2 separate regions of the Mus musculus genome follow, and region 2 is linked to region 1. Evidence: chromatin contacts called from public HiChIP or PLAC-seq data. All regions are on one chromosome and are shown on one strand. Each heading gives the region's core, a stretch centred on a gene start, on an enhancer-like site or on the middle of the called end of the contact. The rest is flanking DNA. Distances are from core to core; before and after follow the strand shown. Region 1 overlaps Camkmt (calmodulin-lysine N-methyltransferase). Region 2 holds the start of Six3 (sine oculis-related homeobox 3).

Region 1 (7,329 bases), core at 3,247-5,746:
CCCCTGTGATCCAATAAGTGGGGTAGAGCACACAGCACAATAGAGGGGTTCTGGGACCCTAGTGTGGCACCACAGTGGCATCCCACTGATTGGTCATGACTCTATGCTATACTACTTGCTAAATTACCTCGTTTTTTTACATTGCCTTTGGTTGTGTGCAACGCTGTGCTTACCTCATTGAGGCATCAAAAGTTCCAAATCCCATCCCTCCTCTTAAGATGACATTTTTCCGATCACTCGTTAGGAGCTGACGCTGTTCTGAGTTCTTGTCACGCATCACTTCGCTAACTCCCAGGAGAGCCTTAGGAGTTGCTTTTGCCCTTTCACCGACGAGAGCAGTGAGGTATAGAGAATCGCTCCTATTTCGAAGGTCATCCATACCGTGATCGGAACCGCAGCCACAATACATACCGAGCAAGCAGTTAGAGTCTGTAAAGGGAGTTGCTGGGTGCATGCCACATTCTAACTAGGCACCGATTTTAGATCCATCATCTGTGGAATGAGGGGGTTAGATTACAGCTGTCAAACAGCCTGGAAAACCTGTGGTTCCGTAGAAGGATTAAGACAAATGTAAACAATCACAGTTTGAGGAAGAACATTGCACATCATACAAAACAGATAAGCATGAAGTGTGGGAGGGTTATACACAGTTTATTCCCAGAAAACCTGTCCCGCTCTTCTTCCCCCCCCCCCTCCCAATACCTCCTCTTCAACCAAAACAATTCCCAGAGGGACGGAGTGCCGGATCCCCTTTCAAAGGCTCCATTTGAAGGTGAAAAATGGGGGAAATAGACTGGTGGGCTCGGTGGGCCAAAGGAGTCAGCAAGCGATTCCCTGGGGGAACGGGAGGTGAGGCATGGGAGTTGTGTGTCTACTCTGTGCCAGGGGATGTGCTGGGGCTGACAGAAGTAAAGCTGACAGAATTTGCTTCCTGTCTAATGAGGGAAACAGAGAACCAGTGAGCAGCAGTGACATTGTAACTCCCTATCTATGGAGGCACACAGTTATCAACCCTAGTGTTCAGGGCAGAGAGCACCAAATGCAGAGTCCTGGAGTCAACAGTCACTGGCACATTCTGGCAGCGGGAAGAAGACAGAAGGACAAGCAGGAGTAAGTTAGGTGTCACCATCATACCTGCTGAAGCATGACTCTGAGGTCTCAAAGGCTTGTGTAAGTCATTCTGAGGACCTCTCTTTTCATCTTAACAGCACCGGGGAACCATTGACAAACTTGAAGCAGTTTGTCAGATCAGGGCTCCATATAAAGAGTGAATTGAAAAAAAAAATGGTGGCCCAAAATTGGAGAGATAGTTTGAAATGGGCAAAGAACAGCTGTCAATGGAGGAGGAGTCATATCTGAATGTGGGCTTTGGCTGAGAGGATAGAGAACTGTGGTCCAAGAGAGGTTTAGAAATTGGTCATTAGAACAGTGATGGCTTGGTACCTAAAGATGAGGGAAGACTCTCACATCCCTGTCCTGAGTATCCAGATAGACAATGATTCAGGTGAGCTGATGAAGTGGCTTAAGGCTTGTTACATTTGAGGCATCAGGGGAAAATAATCTAGTTAGGGCCTAGCATGTATGCTAATGAAAATGATGTCTGTTTCATGTCTTATTAGTACTTCCAAGGTATTATGATCAGGGCCTGGAGACATGGCTCAATGGCTAAGAGCACAGACTGTTCAATTCACAGCAACCACATGGTGGCTCACAACCATCTACAATGCGACCTGTGCCTTCTTCTGGTGTGCCCGAGGACAGCTACAGTGTACTCCTATATGCAAAATAAATCAATCAATCTCTTTTATAAAGGTATTATGATTGCATTTCATTACTTAACATGTCATCACAGAGTCTTGAGAGAATTCTTCAGAAGAGGCTGCTGCCAAGGATGAGAGGCTCCGGACATCAGGCAGGGCACAACAAGTGCATGGCCACTCACCCTGGTCCCCAAAGATGCCTGCCATTGCTCACATAGCTCACATAGCTCATTTATAGCTATGCTCTGCCCTCACCCTTGAGGATTTGAGACCAACAAGGGAACCATCTGTCTAGCCATGTTGGGCCCTCATGCCCTTTGTCCTCTGACCTCCAGCCTCCAGTCCTGCGTCCTGTGAGTGTCCTTGCAGGGTAGCTCTCACTACACTGCCTTTCTGCCCTTGGCCAAGAGCAACCCCAATGCTCCCTGCTTGGATGGTTGTGTTCTTCCAGGCCAATCTCCTTAGCCAACTAAGTAGCCTTGGAAGAACACAAACATGCCCTCCCCTTGTGTATTTTTATGAAGATGCTGTATGCTTCTTAGTTACATACCAACCCATTTTAGACCTTTAAGGTTTTTGCATGTATCTGCCAACTAATTATCCCCTGGGAAGATGGGCAACTCTAGTGACGACTGCTCATTTTGTTGACTCTAGTGCGGATGTTTCATGTGTGTGTATTTTTAAACTATTGTTCTTTTATTTAGATGATTTCAAAGCTTTTTATTATACGTCAGCTTGCACATATATTCATTGAAAAACCTTCAATAATACATATGTTTTTTAATTGACCAGGAAAGGTGATCATTTCTTGACTACCGCAGTCACGTTTCTTGTCCTAGGCTCAGCCTCAGTATAACCCTCCATTTGAGCACACCCAGCTATCCTCGGAAACGAGCCACCTCATCCCAGGGCTCGGCTAGCACGGGGAATTACTTTACTTTTATCAGGAAACCTTAATTAGATTAGCTTGGCCTTTCTGAACTTCATGTGTTGCTCGTCCAGGCCTTGATCTGCGTGCACCACACCAATCGAGAGGAAACAAAGGCGAACAGAAGTGAACTCTCGCTTCTGTAAGCAGCTGCTTTGATGAAGGCATTTCCTAGAGCAGCCAGAAGCATGAAACCAAGGAGGTAATGGCCAGTGCAGGGAAAAGCGATTAATTCAGACCAGGAGGAGCTGCTGAGTTGAAAGAGCCGGTGATGAAATTATTAGGGCCTGCTGGAGATGTAATCCATATCTCCTTGTCACGTGTGTCCTGTGTGACAGTGCTGAGAATGTCTTGGGGAAAAGGAGTGCCTTAGAAAATAAACATGCTTAGAGTGTATGGCGAGGGCACCACGAGCAGCCAAGTCGTGTGCACTGTGAGGTGGACAGGTTTGTCTCTGGAAGGATATCTGTGTGCTTTACGACGGGGAAGGCAGTCAAGAGCGCCACGGCCTGAGGCCCTGCCAGCATGACTCTTTACTAAGTGCTGCTCTGTGGGATGGTCTCTCTCACTCTTCTCAGGTAATGTCCTCTGTCACTTGATCATAACCTTTATAAGATGAATTTTGACAAGAGAAGGGACCTAAAGAGGTTAGCATCTGCTGATGGCTTAAAGTAAACGAGGCTCCACTCTATCCAACTATCTTTTTCTTAAAGAGAAAAATCCCAAGACTCTCATGGTACTGTTTGAATTTGGAATTACTTGTGAGTTCTTCATTACTAAAAGAGTATAGTCTTCAAGAACGGAGGCTTGAAAGTGAGCCGGAAGTCAATGGTCCTCTAATCTTGCCTAATCCTTTACCCTGCTCCCCGGGTTTAGTAAGAGTGAAGTTACCCAAGGTTCCACCTGGTTGTAGCCTTATCTGATGTGCACACTCAGGTCAGGGAAACTGCCTAAATCAAGAGGGCATGGCTTTAAACAGGACCGTCTTTCTCCTCAAATAAGCACTCACAGTTTTCTGCGGGAAGGTAGAAGACATAGACAGTAGATTGCTTTGTTTTGATTGAGAGTTGAATTGATGTTGCAATGCCAAGGCTTTGGCTGTACACACAGGCAGCAAGGACATGCGTGTGTGGTACTGAAATGCAAATATGGGATGTATCTGGTGCCTGGAAGAGTCAAATGCAGCAGGAACCCACAACCACCAAACTCCACCCAGGCATCGAGAGAGCATCGCATCTGAGATGTTGTGCTTGTCTCATTCCCAACTCCCCTATGCAATTCTTTATGTATATTTCTAATAGCTAATCTGATTTTTTAACGGACAAATTTCCATTTAGAAGTGGGGGAAAAAAGATGTTGTCTGATTCAAGCAGCAGGTGTGTTTTTAATCTTTAATAGGTCACCTTCCCAAGAGCAAGCAGCAAGCTGTTATTGATCAGAGAGGTTTTGTTGGGTAGCTCTCAGGTTATTGAGTGACAAACTTTATTGAATTTGACTTAACAGAAGTCAGGAGACAGCTGAAGCATAAGAGCCCGCTCTACCATCAGAGTCATTTTACGACAGCCAGGGAGCAGAGCTCTGAGACGGATACCGAGCTCTCCGCTGGCCCTTGGAGATTAACTGAACAGCCTCCCTACCAATTCCCAAGCCTGTCAGCAGAACCAATTAGATTTTCAACCAGTAGACAAGAAGGCTGGCACTTGGGGACCTTTTTGCTTTAGGTCGAAGGCTTTTCAGGCTGCGATGAGATGACATTGATGATGACACGTTGAGCATTGGTTGGTTTTAAGACAAGTTAAATTAGCAGTCTTGAAGTGATTCCAACTGTCTCCTGACTTCTCACTGTTGCCATATTCAGTGGATCCTGTCAGGAGCAAGTTGATGACTTAATAGTCTTTCTTGAGTGGATTTGAGCACTTTGGCTGTGTGTTTATGTGTAGTTGTCATGCTTAAAATATTCATATGGAGGTTTGAAATATTTATTTGAAGGCGCCTTCTGCAGAGTTCAGCCATAAGGCTCCCTTGCTTCCACTGGCTTTCTGTTTCTTTTCTTTCTTTTTTCTTTTTTTCCTTTTCTCCTCTGAGCAGTTATTTTGTGCAACCAGCTTTTATTCTATCCCGTGTTTAATTGATGACAGTGTTTCACACAATTCCTGATGGCCACATCGGTGATAAAGTTAGAGCCTCTTACTTAGCATCACGCTTCTCTTCCTGACTGCTGTAATGCCGGATCTGCCTCTCATAATAGCTTGGGACCCACTGGGGACTAGGATGGACACTCTTTCACCCCATGATCCTAGGACACCGAGGTAGCCTTTCCCGGAAGAGATGTAAACCAAAGTCTAGAAGCATGGGTATTGTATTAATACCATTAACGCAAAAACGTATCTTTAAGAAGTGTTATTTTTTACTTTAGAAAAAGTTATATAGGCTAGTCATCCAAGGTGTCGGGAATATTATTGCCAGGCCTGAAGAGGTGGCTCAGTGGCTAAGAGCACTTGCTGCGACTTTAGATGACCCAGAGTTTGGTTCTAGCACCCACATCTGGGCAGCTCCCAACTGCCTGAAACTCCAGCTCCAGGGGATCTGAGGTCCTCTTCTGTCCTCATTGGGCAACTGCACACATAGGCACAACCACATGTGCTCTCACTCACACATAAACATAAGTAAATAATAATAAAATGTTTTAAAAGTATTGCTAAATCTATCTTCATACTTAAAGTATGTGAGAATACTCCTCATATCCACTAGTCTCAGAAAGTCATTAAAGTACTTCTATTTTATATGGATAATAGAGGGTATTTTTGTTAATGTGTGTGTGTGTGTGATTAAAGTAGTGTCTTCCTATGTAGCCCTGGGCAGCCAGGAATGCCCTCTGTAGACCAGGCTGGCCTGCAACTCACAGGGATCCTCCTGCCTCTGCCTATGAGTGCTTGGATCACCACCATACTTTCCAATAATAGTGTTTTTTTTTTTTAAAAGTGGTCCAATTTAAAGTTTTTCATAGTCATTCACTGTTTTATAGTGTACTGAACTGAATCCCAGGCCTCGTGCATGCTTGGCGAGAGCTCTATTACTGAGCCACATCCCCAGCCCTAGTTCCCAGTGTTTTGCAGAGTACCTGGCACAGAGTTCATTTAAGATGATTTGTAACTTGCTACTCTGAGCTCTTTAAAATTTTCATAGGGGAGAATGACTTGTGCAGGAGATATGTATATGTAAACATATATGTTCATGCACCTACCTGTCTAGGGAGTGCATAGATAGTTGTGTTTTGTAATCAAGCTCTGTATTTTGCATAATTGCTATACAGTGCTATTATTTGGCAATTGTCAACCCTTTAGATCAATAAAAAAAAATTAATGAGCACAGAGACGTAGAGAACACCTTTGCTGGGCTATATGCACCACTCTGTAACCTCAGTGTAACTTTTTGGTGACCTGTAGTGCTCATATCCCTTTTGAAGAGCTTGTGTGTATACAGAGATGTGTGTGACAGATATCAACAGAGCAATTAAAGACCTAATTGGGAAGTAAAACCCGAGGACCGGGTAAAAGGGTAGAAGTGGGCTATGGTGAAGGAAAAAATAAGAACCAAGTATGATTTCTAAGTCATTGGCTCAAAAAATAAGGGATGGTGGGTTAGTTTATGTCATTCTCTGGTAGTGTCAAGACCTCCTGGTAAACGAAGGCTTTAAAAAAAAGGTAAAGAAATAATCCAAGAATGTGGTACTCACCTTTGTATCATGGTAACAAAGCCCACGAGGTAATCAACTTTAGAACGAGTTGGGCTCACAGTTTCAGTGGTTTCAATCCACAGCCTCTGCATCTTGTTGTCTGAGCCTTCCCTGACATGGTGTTAGTGTGGGGTGAGAGACACTGTTCCCGTGGTGGCTTATGAGAAGCAAAGAGAAAGGACTAAGGTCCCAGTAGCCCCTTCAAGGCCATATCTCAAGCGACACAACTTCCTCCTCTGTCTTCCAAAGGTTCTGCCACCTCCCAATAGCAACAGGGGATGGCGATGGAGCCTTCAGGAGCGAGCAATTGGAGAGAATCAAGATCCAAACTACAAAAGACAGTTACAAAGCTATTCGTGGTTGTTTCAAAATGTTTTTGATTTCTCTTTCCCATTTCTCATAGTATGGTAAAGGAAACATCCTTTTATTTCGGTTTGGTGACTTTTTAAACAAACAAACAAACAAACAGTCAACTTTTTAGGAGGCAGAGGCAATGGGTTTTCTGTGAGTTCAAGGTCAGCCAAGTCTACATAGCATGTCTATGTCAGCCAGAGCTAGTTAGTAAGACCCTGTCTCAAACTAGATAGACATACAAATAAATAAGATAAATAGGGCTGGTGTGATGGCCCAGTTATTAAGAGCACTGGCTGTTCTTCCAGAGAACCCAGGTTCAATTCAGACTACACACATGTCCCTGTATACACACAGGCTCACAGTCAGCTGTAACTCCACTTCCAGAGGTACCCAACCCCTCTTCTGGCCTCCGTGGGAACTAAGCACACACATGGTGTATAGGCATGCATGTGGGCAAAACACACATACATGAAAAAAAAATTAAAATTGCAAAACCCCCAAATCAAGTTTCTGGAGGTACCATTTATTTGCTATTAATGCTGCCATTTTGA
Region 2 (7,329 bases), core at 1,708-4,207, 300 kb after region 1:
GCTCAGCGAATGGGATTTTGGGGAGACTCCAGAGGTTCACAGACACCCTCTCCAAAAATGCACACACCCAAACCTTTTAGATCAAGACCCTGCGGAGCCTCGGCGGGATCCAGTCCTACAAAACGCATCAGGAACCACCCGCCCCGCCTCCCTGCTCAGCTTTCAGGACTCTCAACTTACCGGCTTCGGGAGGCAGCATAGGGCTTCCGGCCTGGGCTGGAGAAGCGCAGGCAGCGTTGTGGCCAGGAGGTGGGCTCAGAGGGCGGCGCAGAGCCTTGCTTGGGGAGAGGCTCTCGGACAGTCGGGGTTGCTGCGGGCCCGAGCCGGGTAGGGTCGCGCTCAGAGCTGTGCGCCCTGCCTGCGCCCTCCTCCCGGCTTAGCGCTTACAAGGCGCGGCCGCCAGAGAACTGCAGAGCCCCGCGGGTCCACCGGAGACCAGGCACTGGAGGGAGTATAGGGCTGGCCCCGAGCAGCATCTGTGATCCTTTTGCCTCAGTTCTTCATGAGTGGCGAGGGTTTTCGATTTCAGCGCTGTCGGCACAGCCCTCGGCACCTGCCCAGCCTCCCTCCAGGCCTGGATCCCCCCCACTCGGAGGCGGGGGGTTGCGGGGATTGGGAGGGACTGGCCGGGTTCACCCGCCCGCCTGGCGCCTGGGTCCCCGGCTCCGGGGGATGCAGTTTCGGGGTCACGAGCTGCTTTCAAAAAGTTGAACACAATATTCGGAAACCCACCCGTAGGAATTCTCCCCCTCCACACGCGGCACAATACCCACTCCCCTCCCCCTTTTCATTCCTTCCTCCCCCTGCTTCCTCCTCCTGCCCCTTCTCCCTCCCACCTTTCAGTCTATAATCCTTCCCCCTACAAGAGAAAGGGGTCCGGAAGAAAAGATGAAGTGTCTGTTTTTGTGTCCCAACCTTTGGGCTCTTTCTGGGCCCGCAAAGAGCGACCGCCCAGAGCCTTGCAGTTGAGCGGAAAAGCACTCCTGGTGCAGATGAAGATGTTTGGAGAGAGAGAGAGACCGCCAAAAGTGGGGCTCGACGGATCTACCTTTTAGGGTGAACATTATTCTGCCCTGGTCAGCGAGTTTAGGCCCCTGAGCTGCCCCCTGCTAAAGAGCCAGTATAGTCCCCTAGCCTAACCCAAACATTCGGTGTCACCCTCAAACCGAGTTTGCACTCCTCGGCCCTTTAAAACCTGGCACTGTCGGATCAAGGCCTAAGAAAGATCCGAGCTTGAGATTTAGGGCCTGCGACCATTTTGGCTCCAGCCTCCAGTTGGGTTCACGTTTAAATTCTCCCACAACTTCTTTTTTTCCACTTCTCCCTCATTGAGCTCTCCTGAGTGGTGTGTACCCGGCGCCGCGCCCCCAGATCTGCATCGGAATGTAGAAAAGATCTTTTTAAAAAAAGTTTTGAATTCCTCAATGATTTTTCTTCTGGAAAGGCAGCTTAGGATAATTATTTCAGCTTTATTGAGGGCAGATTAGTTGAAGTCTGGGCGCTGCGTTTCAATACGCGTTGTACATGGGCCGACAATGTGGGCATTGTTAGCTACTGTGTGTGAATCCATTCAACATATACACTTTTTAACACCAGTCCGAATCCTGTCTAAATATACACAGTGCGTAGGGAAAGATGTCTCTGACCCGGACAAATCTGCGTAAATCACACTTCCATAGTTACAGAAGCCTCACAAAGGGAGGCCGGCCTCAAGATGCAGATTACAACTTCTCACAAGCAACATACCTAAGAATAAATAAATGCCCGGGCCTGGCCCAGAGGCTGTGGTAGCCGCAGGCAGGAAAGACACTCTGAGTTCTTTGGACAAGGGGAGTCTGTTTCAGGGTTATGATATTGCTTTATGTATGGAGAATTTTGGCTTTAATTATGTATTGTAGTTATTTACATTATGAGCTTTCAGGCCTTGGGCGCTTACTCAGGGTGGCCTCTAAAGTTTCTGTATCTTTTGGGGGATGTTGGGCATGACAGGGGTTGTACCCATGGTAGGAAAAGTGGGCATCCTCCCCTAGGTCCAGAGTCCCTAGGTTTCTGGCCTCCTGTTGCTAGTCTACCACTGTGGGAGACAGCTGAAGTCTGGGGGGTGGGGGAACAAAGAGTGGAGTTGATTTTGAAGACAGAGAAAGTGTAATGTCTCCACTGTTATAAAATGCATAGTGATGGAAAACTTCACCAATGCTTGGCTGGGAGCAGAACTGTGCAATGGTGTGGAAAGAGTTGGGAAATGTAGTCCAAGGGCACTGACTGGCCAGGAAAGCCTCATAGCCTCCTGCTTGTTAATCTTAGCCCTGGCTTCAACTCCCTATGTACCATATTCTGTCTCCCAGATCTAGGCTCCCCCAGCAGCTTGCTACGGTGACTATGCAGTGAGCCTCGTCATCTCTCCTCTTTCTTCCTGACCAGTGGTCACATAGACAGAAGGAGGTGGCTGAGATACCATGTGCAAACCTTGCCAGGTCACCTGATCCCCAGCCTCATCTAAGGCTGCCTGGTGCTCCTGAGGCTGGAGTCTCTTCCTAACCCCAAACACTCCGTGTAACGAATAGCTCGCTGCATTCAACTACTCTACTCCTATTCCTTTTCGAATTTTTGATCAAAACTTCTTTGAGCAAGAGGAGGAGGAAGAGGAGAGAGAAAGAGAGAGAGAGAGAGAGAGAGAGAGAGAGAGAGAGAGAGAGAGAGGATATTAAGAGTTGCAAAGATTTTTTTTAATTCTGTTTCGCCCTCTTCTCCCTCACCCCCCCCCCCTCCGGCTAAGTGGTAAAACCGTCCTTACGTTCTCAGTATTGATTGGCAGGGCTGACAGTGATTGGCAGTGGTTGCCGTGGCAACGCCACAACGACACGCCACAGACCAATAGAAAAGCGAAACAAAATGTTTCAATGCTGCACTCACTGTGGATTTAGGGGAGATATTATGAGGCTGTTGTCATTAGGGCGATTGCTGTGGAATCGCTGAATCTTGACTCGGCCGTGGTTGGCTCTCGCTCTCCTCTCTCCCTCTCCCTCTCTCTGCCTCGGGCTCGCGCTCTCTCTCTCTCTCTCTCTCTCTCTCTCTCTCTCTCTCTCTCTCTCTCTCTCTCTCTCTGCGCGCGCGCACCGGGCCGCTCTCCTTCCTCCCTCTCTATGTGGCTGCGCGGGTGTGTGTGTATGTGGATGTGTGTGGGGTGTGGGTGTCCCTTACGTCCTTCCTCCTCCCCCTCCTTCTCCTTCTGCTCCCCCCTCCTTTCCATCTCCTCCTCCCCCCTCTCCTCTCCCTCCTCCTGGTCCTCATCGCCCCTCTCCTCCTCTTCCTCCCCTCTCTCTTCCTCTCCCTGAATTTTTTCCTCTCCTCTCAGGTCAGTCCATGGTATTCCGCTCCCCCCTAGATCTCTATTCCTCCCACTTCTTGTTGCCAAACTTCGCCGATTCTCACCACTGCTCCCTACTTCTGGCGAGTAGCGGCGGCGGGAGCGGTGCGAGCGGCGGCGGCGGCGGCGCGGGAGGAGGCGGCGGCGGGAACCGTGCGGGAGGCGGCGGTGCTGGCGGAGCAGGCGGCGGCAGCGGCGGCGGCGGCTCCAGGGCCCCCCCGGAAGAGTTGTCCATGTTCCAGTTGCCCACCCTCAACTTCTCGCCGGAGCAGGTGGCCAGCGTCTGCGAGACGCTGGAGGAGACGGGCGACATCGAGCGGCTGGGCCGCTTCCTCTGGTCGCTGCCCGTGGCCCCCGGGGCGTGCGAGGCCATCAACAAACACGAGTCGATCCTGCGCGCGCGCGCTGTCGTCGCCTTCCACACCGGCAACTTCCGCGACCTGTACCACATCCTGGAGAACCACAAGTTCACTAAGGAGTCTCACGGCAAGCTGCAAGCCATGTGGCTCGAGGCGCACTACCAGGAGGCCGAGAAGCTGCGCGGCCGCCCGCTCGGCCCGGTGGACAAGTACCGCGTGCGCAAGAAGTTCCCTCTGCCGCGCACCATCTGGGATGGCGAGCAGAAGACCCATTGCTTCAAGGAGCGGACTCGGAGCCTGCTGCGGGAGTGGTACCTGCAGGATCCCTACCCCAACCCCAGCAAGAAACGCGAACTGGCGCAGGCCACCGGCCTCACCCCCACACAAGTAGGCAACTGGTTTAAGAACCGGCGACAGCGCGACCGCGCAGCGGCGGCCAAGAACAGGTCAGTGGCGGGGACCGCGGCCAGGCCACCACAGGCTCCGGGCTAGAAAAATGGAAACGGGTGGAAACTCAGGCTGTCGGGGAATGGTAGAGGCGGCTGATCCAGTTCTGGAGATACCGGTGCTCTCTGGACAGTTAGAGAAAAGTTTCTGGTTGCCCTGGAACAGGGAACAACTGGCTGTGGGTTTATATACTGCTTTGCTCAAGAAGGGCTTTTTTTATCAGAGCCAGCGCTGTGTGAGCATGCCCCTGGTGTCCTCAACCCTCCGTGCCTGTCCCTAGGGGCCTTAAACCCCTCGCGGGTCTCTTCAGCCCTGGCACCAGCTAGAAGACTGGAAGGAAAGGAAAATACTACTTGCTATCTGATTATTTCTGTGCACCGCAAAAGGGGGGGGGCTTGGTTTAGAGGCGTCCATAGGAGTCAAAGAGGGGAAAGGAGGCCAGGGTTCCTGCCACAAAGAGAAGGCCGGTGGCCTCCATCCCTTGAGCTGGCACTGGACAGGAGAGGCAGGCCTGGAGTGAAGAGGCCTGGAGTGTTAGTGTGTTCATGGGTTTGAGGGGGTGGTGGTAGGAGTGAGAGCTTCAAGTCTCCCTATCGCCTCAGTTCAGGAGCATCCACTTGTTTTGGTCCACTTATTCGGGAAGCAAAATCGCAGGTGCAGTCATGGCAGGCAAGTTGGTTACAGACTCACAAAGTTGTTTGGTTCTGGTGGATCTTTAAAGCTCAATTGTGAGAAAGTAAAAAGAAAAAGGAGAGGACGGAGAGACGATTAGTCCAAAGGGAAAGGAGAGGAAAGAAGGGGGGTTGAGCAGAAGCTCTGGTACAGGCCTGGGAGCAGGGGCAACGGCTGCTGACAGTTGCTGGTGGCTGGAGACTTAGAGTGTGTGCCGGTTTAGGTGGCCCAGGCCTGAATCCACGTCCCTCTCATCTCTGCCTGTGGAGGCCACATTTCGTCAGATGGGGGGAGCGCCCATGACCAGTGAAAGGCTTCCAAGAAGGGAGACACTAGGTTCAGACAACTGCTTCGTCACCCAGAAAAGAGACACAGCCTGTCCTTCCCTCCTGTCTTCTCTTTCTACCCTTTTCTCCCCCCCCCCCCCCCATCTTTTAGCTTCCAACTTCCCTCTTTTCTCTTCCCCGTGTCCTGCGCCCTCTGCGTAGAGATCCAGAAAGGAAAGCGATGGGTGCTCTGAGGAGAACCCCTACAGTTCTGGGGTGTGTGCTTGGGAAGGCCGTGGCCTGAGCTTCTGTGGAATATCTGGTTCTCCGGGTTCAGTTATTTGAGCCTCGGAGGCTGCAGAAGAAAGCGAAGCTCTTCCCCACTGTCTGCTGGTCCCGGCTCAGGGTCCTTTGCTGCCTGCCCAGGTCTCTGCAGGAGGCTGGTTTGGGAGTCTGCCCTTCATCTGAGGCCTTCCTTCCATCTGGAACGCTTCCCTGGGCTGGGAAACCGGGAGCTCGGACTTGAGTTAGGAAGTCTCTGCGGTACTCAGGGGGCAGCTGGGAGCCTGTAAGAACACAGAGCCCCGTTGAAGGCTGTGGCTAGGGGCACGCCACGCGGGAGGCCGCTGTTGTAGGGGAGTGCGGGTCCAGTCGGGCCAGGCTCCCCGCGGTATGAGCGAGGGGAGCAGGGTGGCGGGCCACCGAGTCAGGGCGGGCATGGCTCTCTTGTTCCCCGCAGGCTCCAGCATCAGGCCATCGGGCCGAGCGGGATGCGCTCGCTGGCCGAGCCCGGCTGCCCCACGCACGGCTCAGCAGAGTCACCGTCCACGGCGGCCAGCCCGACCACCAGTGTGTCCAGCCTGACGGAGCGCGCGGACACCGGCACTTCGATCCTCTCGGTAACCTCCAGCGACTCGGAATGTGATGTATGATAGCCAAGGCCGCCCTACTCCTCCCCCTCCTCCCCTTCCACCTTCCCCTCCTCTTCGTAACCCTGCTCCTCTTCCTCTTCTTCTACTCCATCCCTAGAACAAACCGAAATCAGGATACACAGACAGATACACACACAAGTCCATACACACTCCCACCCCAGCCAAAAATATATTTAAAAAAAAACAAGAAAAATAAATTAACCTCAAACCATCAACAACCCCACCACCACCTACTACCACGGCCACCCCAAAGGACCGCGACGCCAACAGACAGTCACAAACGCTGATGTTGCGGGCAGAAAGCATAAAAGAGGTGACAATTGTATACTTTCTAGGACAAGCACGGCTTCTCCTTTTGGTTCCCACGGACCCGGCACCCCACCTGCATGACGATTTATTTGTATCTGGGAAAATATTCTCTCTAGTTTAAAATGATTTAAAGAGACTATACAAAAAAACAAAAACAAAAACAAAAAAAAAACACCACCACCGCCGCTGCGACAAGACGACAAAAAGCAGACAAAAAGAAAAAAATCTGACCTCTCCGTTTTGAATTTGTTGTTTAAAAAAAAAAAAGGAAAGAAAGATAGGAAAAAACTCCTCGAGAGAAATAGCAAATGTTTCTACCTTCTGTTGCTCTTTTCTCCTTTGGCCCTCTCTCTCTCTCTCTCTCTCTCTCTCTCTCTCTCTCTCTCTCTCTCTCTCTCTCTGTTTTTAAGTCCAAGTATTGGTCAAACAAAATGCAATCCTCTGTTTTTGTTCAGCCGACAATCATTTTCTTCGTAAGCACCTTTTTCTCTCCACTCTGTCACTGCCTGTGTGGGTACTGGTTATAAATGTGGAAAAAGAATAGTTATGACTGTAACAGATTTTTATTTTTATTTCAAAATTTTATATGAATTATGTATATCTTAATGATCGGTCATTTTCCCAGTTTGTAATATATGTGTAGAAATTGCTTGTATATGATCCCTGCTTTTTTCTCCTCTCCCTTCTCTCTCTCCTCCCTCCTTCCCTCCCACTCACCTCTTTCCTTTTGGGGATTCTCGGCGTCGACTTGGCGATCGAGGTTTGGCGAGGTGGCCAGGGTTAGAGAGAGAGAAAGAGAGAGAGGGACCCTGTCGCTAGTGAAAGCAGAGAGTGAGACCGTAGTATTCTTATGCAAAAGCTATTCAAGTTTTTCCTAGCCGCTTTGGAGGCCCCATTCACTCCTGTAGAGCGCTTTTACTGTTATCTTAACTGCGTGTTTATCTATATGTAAAAACTTTCTAAAGCAAATACAGTAT

Evidence for each region. HiChIP or PLAC-seq counts read pairs in DNA pulled down with a chosen protein or histone mark.
Region 2: an H3K4me3 HiChIP or PLAC-seq map of embryonic basal ganglia shows a contact between it and region 1, with 4 times the contacts expected there. The contact joins the promoter of Six3 here to the enhancer-like site in region 1. A contact is called at or near these places in 5 of 39 promoter capture datasets (embryonic stem cells, hippocampal neurons and second pharyngeal arch cranial neural crest), 4 of 484 Hi-C or Micro-C datasets (the N1E-115 cell line, cerebral cortex, cortical neurons and 1 more), 10 of 115 datasets of contacts at active chromatin or transcription factors (SST interneurons, craniofacial prominence, embryonic basal ganglia and 7 more) and 1 of 9 other capture datasets (embryonic stem cells).

Annotation. Positions count from the first base shown.
Region 1 is chr17:85,315,690-85,323,018 of GRCm38.p6, forward strand. The region is part of intron 3 of Camkmt (calmodulin-lysine N-methyltransferase); the gene reads left to right. Among named protein-coding and RNA genes, the nearest start is that of Gm36826, 160 kb to the left of the region's middle. Within about 2 kb of position 4,497, at least 3 of the 459 cell types and tissues checked have an H3K27ac peak or open chromatin away from gene starts, as enhancers often do. A contact at or near this core is called in embryonic basal ganglia, where this site is marked.
Region 2 is chr17:85,617,877-85,625,205 of GRCm38.p6, forward strand. It overlaps Six3 (sine oculis-related homeobox 3), which reads left to right and starts at 2,958. Exons shown (of 2, transcript NM_011381.4): 1 at 2,958-4,172; 2 at 5,851-7,329. The coding sequence starts at 3,364. The coding sequence ends at 6,043. Six3os1 (SIX homeobox 3, opposite strand 1) reads right to left here and starts at 520. Exons shown (of 4, transcript NR_038085.1): 1 at 181-520.